2 separate regions of the Pan troglodytes genome follow, and region 1 is linked to region 2. Evidence: chromatin contacts called from public HiChIP or PLAC-seq data. All regions are on one chromosome and are shown on one strand. The core of a region is the stretch at or near the end of the contact, and the rest is flanking DNA. Distances in the headings are between cores, read along the strand shown.

The links. HiChIP or PLAC-seq counts read pairs in DNA pulled down with a chosen protein or histone mark.
Region 1: an H3K4me3 HiChIP or PLAC-seq map of stem cell-derived excitatory neurons shows a contact between it and region 2, with 4 times the contacts expected there. The contact joins the promoter of RRS1 here to the promoter of PDE7A in region 2. A contact is called at or near these places in 1 of 7 Hi-C or Micro-C datasets (stem cell-derived neural progenitor cells) and 1 of 1 datasets of contacts at active chromatin or transcription factors (stem cell-derived excitatory neurons).

Annotation. Positions count from the first base shown.
Region 1 is chr7:75,077,501-75,080,380 of NHGRI_mPanTro3-v2.0_pri, reverse strand. It overlaps RRS1 (ribosome biogenesis regulator 1 homolog), which reads right to left and starts at 1,355. Exons shown (of 1, transcript XM_016959530.4): 1 at 1-1,355. The coding sequence starts at 1,061.
Region 2 is chr7:74,486,286-74,489,104 of NHGRI_mPanTro3-v2.0_pri, reverse strand. It overlaps PDE7A (phosphodiesterase 7A), which reads left to right and starts at 1,262. Exons shown (of 14, transcript XM_063816332.1): 1 at 1,262-2,819. The coding sequence starts at 2,814.

The DNA.
Region 1 (2,880 bases), core at 106-2,605, 590 kb before region 2:
TTTCTCTTGCCACCCAAGCCGGGCGGCCCAGAATTCATTTTGCCTCCCAAGCCCCCTTTCCTCTTCCCTCCCTGGCTGGGCGGGCCCCCTTTCCTCTTGCCCCCAGGCCCCTGCCGGCCTCCCTTTCTCTTGCCCTTCTGGCTCATTTTCCTCCTCTTGGCGGCCTCCTCCTGGTCCTCCTCCCTCATCTGCTTATTGGTGGCCCTCGTCACATCCAGCTGAGGCTTCTTGCTGTTCATGACACGAAGCAGCTCCAACTGGTTCTTTTTCTCGGCTGCAAAGTCCCCGAAAAGGGGTTGAAACTTCCTTTTCTTGCCGGAGCCCCGGGGCGCCTTCTCCTTGGGGAGGCGCTCCTGATAGCGCCCCACAGAGGCGGTGGAGACCTTGGCCACTTGCATGGCGCGGCCCAGCTCCTCCTTACTCTGGTGTCCGGTAGGGTGCAAGCCGGCCGCGCTGGGCAGCTGCATCTTGTGCGCGCGGGCCAGGTTACGCAGCCGGTTCAGCTCGTTCTTGGCCACCCGTTCCTTCTTGGCCTGAATCCGCTTGGCGAACTGGTCCTCCAAGGGGTCGGCATTGCCGGGCACCTCAATCAGCCATTCTTTGGTGTCGTCCCGGGCGCGCTGGTAGCCCCAGCGCCGCCGCCACTGGCTACTCACCTCGTCCCACACCAGGTTGGTCTTCTTCTTGGGACGGATGCCCTTGAGGCGCGCGAACTGCTGCCAGCGTGTAAGTGGCCGCGGTCGGGGCAGAGGCTTCTCTCGCGGCAGGCGTGTGGTGGGCTCCGGCAGCCGCGCCACTATCGCCTCTTCCACGCGCTCCGTGGGCAGCTGCCACAGCTGGTTGATGAGCAGTTGCGTGTTGTCCCGCGCCAGGGCCCGTAGCTCGGCCTCCGGCGTGGGTCCGGCGCACCGCAGCCGGGTCGGGGGGTTCCGGTCCGACGCCAGCAGGTTGCCCAGGTCAAACTGCAGCTCCAGCTCCTTGTGCACCGTGATGCGTTGCAACTTCTCTGCCTCGTCCTGCTCTGCCTTTGCGAGCAGCTCCTCCACGCTCTGGCCCTCCATGGCTCCGGCTCGGCTCACTCGCTTTGGGGCTGCAGCTGAAGTTACTTTTCCTACAGTGGCGGCCCAAACTCCGGCAGCATAACCACGTGCAGATGCCGGGATGCCCAATCCGGAAAAGAAAGGTTCGCTTCCGGAGCGCCCGGAAGCGGCTCGCAATCCGGGCGACCAGAGGAAAGGCCGGCAGAGGGCGGTATGGAGAGATGATGGGATTAGAAGCGGGACCTTTAGGCTGGCGCCAGATAGAGGCGGAGCTGGCCCGAGCAGGCCGCACGGCTAGTTCCAGAGCAGGATTGGGACTACGATTCCCAGGATGCAGCGGGGCGGGAGGCGGTCTAGAGGGCGGTCCAGGGACAGCTCGGGGGGCCGCCTAGGGGGCGGTCCAGGGGGCGGTCCGGGGACAGTCTCGCAGGCGGTCTAGAGAGGGCGGTCCCGGGGGGCGGTCTTGGGCGGGGGGCAGTTCAGGGAGTGGTCTTAGGATGGTGGTCCGGGGACAGTCTTGGGGCTCAATCCGGAGGGGCGGGCCGGAGGGTTTGTCCAGGGGCGCGGTCCGGGACCGGGGCGGGTACAAATTCCTGGGACTGCCTGTGGTGTGGGGTTCCAATCAAGTGCGTGTTACAATTTCAGTGTAAATCCGTTGTGAAGATGTTTAGACAATCACCCTTCTTAGGGCCAAATAGTTTCACTGGAGTCATAATCGGCTTTCAGGGTTCCTAGTTGTGGCCCGAGAAAGATGACATCCCAAAGATACACATAGAGCTAATTGTAGAAGATTCGTTTTGTTTTGGGAGTCACTGGCAATGAAGCCACCCCGAGTGGGCGCGGGTGTGCACCGACCCTAGTGAGCTAGCTGACTTGGAGCTCCGGGATTCTGCAGTTACAGAACCTAGTCTAGTTCAATTAATCTAGTACAATGCTGAAACTAAGCCATGCTCTGCAGTTACACTGCCTGGGTTCCAATCCTGACTGTGCCACTGTTGTTCCTTCAGCAATTTTACTTGTTGAGGACATTTTAAGGCCTGCGAGATAATGATAATAATACTTCCTAGGGTGGTTATAAGATAAATGAGTTAATATCGTCCAAGGGAGGGTTAAACGAGGGCCTGGAGCGTATGAGTACTCAGTACAAATTAGCCAAATACCGATTATTATTTCATTTTCATAGGCTCTGGGAGGTAAGTGCTACATGGTGTTAAGTATGAGTCAAACGGCCTGCAATCAGGTATCAGGTCACCATTACTTGGAGAGAATGTTTGATCTAAGCCTTATTTATAAATTGACAAACATAAAACATTAGTTTCTGCTACATGGTAAGAACTCAGTATGTGTTAGCTATTAGTATTAACTATGTTATTAATTATTGTATTAACTATATTATTTTCACAGATGAAACAAGGAGGGCTCAGAGAGGTGAAATGACTTATCTAAAGTTATGCAGTTAGGGAATATAAGAACAAGAGATATCTTAACTCTGGTTTTAAGTCTGTAGATCTATTCTCTGCAATGTCGTCCAAGCTCTTGATACTCATTAAAGTGTGGTCTGCATACCAGCAGCATAATATCCCCTGGGAGCTTGTTGGAAATGCAGAACGTCAGGCCTCACTCTAGATGTAATTTATCAGAACCTTTATTTTAATAAGATCTGTAGGTGACTAGGATGTACATTTGAGTATCAGAGGCACTGTTGATTGCGTGGTTTACAGGGTTTATCTTCCTTTCACTGGGGGCCAGGTTTATCCTAGAGGGGGTTATGCTGGAGAATTAACCAATGAAATTAACTTAATAGCAATTAGCAAATAGACTCAGTTTAGTTTCAGCATTG
Region 2 (2,819 bases), core at 13-2,512:
ATGTCCCTCTCAAAAAGAAAATAAAGTAGCAGTTACCTTCCCTGAAAAAACACAGACATTAGACGTACTAGACAAATACTTTAAAATAGCTGTCCTTAATATGCTGAAAGAGCTAAGGGAAAATATGGACAGAGAACTAAGTGGAATCAGGAAAACAATATGTAAACAAAATTAATCATTGGCAAAGAGATAGAAATTATAAACTGGAACCAAATTCTGAAGCTGAAAAATACAATAACCAAGTTGAAAAATCTATTAGAGGGGTTCTCCAGCAGACTTGAATAGGCAGAAGAAAGAATAAGTGAACTTGACTATGGGACATGTGAAATTACAAATTCTGAGAAACAGAAATAAAAAGGAGTAAAGAAAAGTGAACAGAGTTTAAGGAACATATGTGACACCATCAAGCAGACTAATGCATGCATTATGGTATTTACAGAAAGAGAAAAGGGAAAGAAGCAGAGAGATTATTAGAAGAAACAATGGCAGAACACTCCCTGAATTTACAGAAATCATGTTTAGATATCTTAGATCAGCCAAATTCAAGTATGACAAACCCAAAAAGACCCAGACCAAGACATTATCACACTGCTGAAAAAAAAAGAATTTTGAGAGCAATGAGAGAAAAGTAATTCTTTATATACATGGGATTCTCAATGAGATTATTATTTAATTTCTCAGCAGAAACCTTGGAGCCAGAAGGCATCCAAGGCATGTGGTCCCCTATAACCTGTTGAGAAAAATATTTGCAACTGATTTACAGATAGTGCTGCATTTTATGGTGCAGACAGTGGACAGCTACAACACGATGGCCCCTCTCTGTGGTGGTTCTAGAGGCGGTGAAGAGAAATACTCCCAGTCAGCAGAACTTGGAGCTGCATACCTGGTTGTTCATTTTGTCTGGAAAGGGGAATAGCTACATGTGGAGGTCTATACTGATTCATGAGCAGTATCTGACTGCTTGGATAGATGGTTTGGACCTCGGAAGGAATATGATTAGAAAACTGGTGACAAGGAGGTCTGGGGAAGGAAAACATGTTGGAAAGATTAAATGGGCACATAATGTGAAGATATTTGTGTTTCATGCGAATACTTTCTAAATATTCAAGTCGGCTATTATATTTCAACCATGTAAAAGCCTCCTTTATAAGAATTTTGCAGTTTTTGATACTTTTTTCTTAGGTACTTTTCTTTTTGTTACAGAAAGTAATGGCATTTCTTTATTTAACTTTTGCTCCCTGTGATAGTTAATTTTATGTATCAACTTGGCTAAACTGTGATGTTCAGTCATTTGGTCAAATACTAGTCTAGATGTTACTATGAAGATATTTGTGGGTGTGACTACCATTTGTAATCCATTGGTTCTAAGCAGATTACTCTCCATGGAGTGGGTGGACCTCATCCAAAGAGTTGAAAGCATTAAGAGCAAAGACTTAGGTTTCCTGAGGATGACTCAGGTCTGCATCAAGACTCCAATGTAGAAACCCTGTCTGAGTTTTCAGCCTGTGGTTCTGCTGTGCAGATTTCAGACTCAAGACTGCAATTTCAACTCTTACTTGAATTTCCAGCCTGCTGGCCTGCCCTACAGATTTCAGACTTGCCAGCCTTCACAAAACATAAGCCAATTCCTTAAAATAACTCTCTCTCCCTCTCTCTATATGTACATCCTATGGGTTGTGTTTCTCTGAACAACCTGATTAATGTGCTGTAAAGAACACTGTAAAGAGCTGAAAAACTCTGGTCTTGAGATACTGTGTGGTATGGTGGAAAACGCATGGCTCTGAAATCATAGACCAGAGTTCACTGGGACAAATGACTTATGGTCTTGTAATCTGATTCCTCATCTGTAGAATCAGGATAAAATTACCTGACTTACGTGGCTATTGCGTTGGGTAAAGTTAAACATTGTAAGTAGAATGCCTGTCATGGTTTTTGGTTCACAGGTGCACAATAGTAACCAACTATGTTGAAGGGGGTTACATTTTTTAGTTATCTACTTAGTGCTCTGAGTGTCATTAAATGATTTAATCAACCTGAGTCTCTTAGATGTTATTAAATGTAATATAGTTATTTTATTTGGCACACAGTAACATCACACCAATATCACCTCCTGGATGGTTAGATTTACACAGAATTCAAACATTATTTGAGGTTAGTTCTTGCCACTTATCTGTGTAAGGTCTAGGGCAAGCGTGTTTCCATGAGCCTATTCTCAACTCAGGTACTAATAATTACCTCATGAGGTTTTTGTGAGAAGTAAACGTGATAACGCAGGAAAACTTGCTCAGTATAATCCCAAGCATATAGTAGATGCTCAATACATCTACTAGAAGTTGTGGGAGTAATTTGGATTTCAAAGATGAGTTGGATCAGCTGTACTAAAGGGGAGCTTACATCATCTAATGAAGACAAAATCCACAAGACCACGTTGGAGGTTATAGTTCTTTTAATAGTAGAAAGCAGACAGGTAGAAAAATATCCACGTAGGAGGTATAAAGTTTTAGCAAGAGAAAAGAAACATGCCATGGGAAGATGATAAAAGGTCTACTTTTGCTCATTTACCGGATTACGTGCATTTGGTATGTGATCTCATCATCAGTGGAAGTTATGCAGTGCTTTCAAAGGCCTTCCACCTTGTCAGTGGCTAGTCATCTCAAATCAGTAGAAAGGTGGATGCCCTAAGAACTGAACCAAAGCAATAATTTTGCCAGCAGGGGAGAGGTTGTTCAGGCTGAAATCCCAAAGGCTGGAATGCATTAGAAACAATCAGTTGATGCTGAAAGCTTTGACCGTTTAGTGAGAAATGTGACAAAATGAAC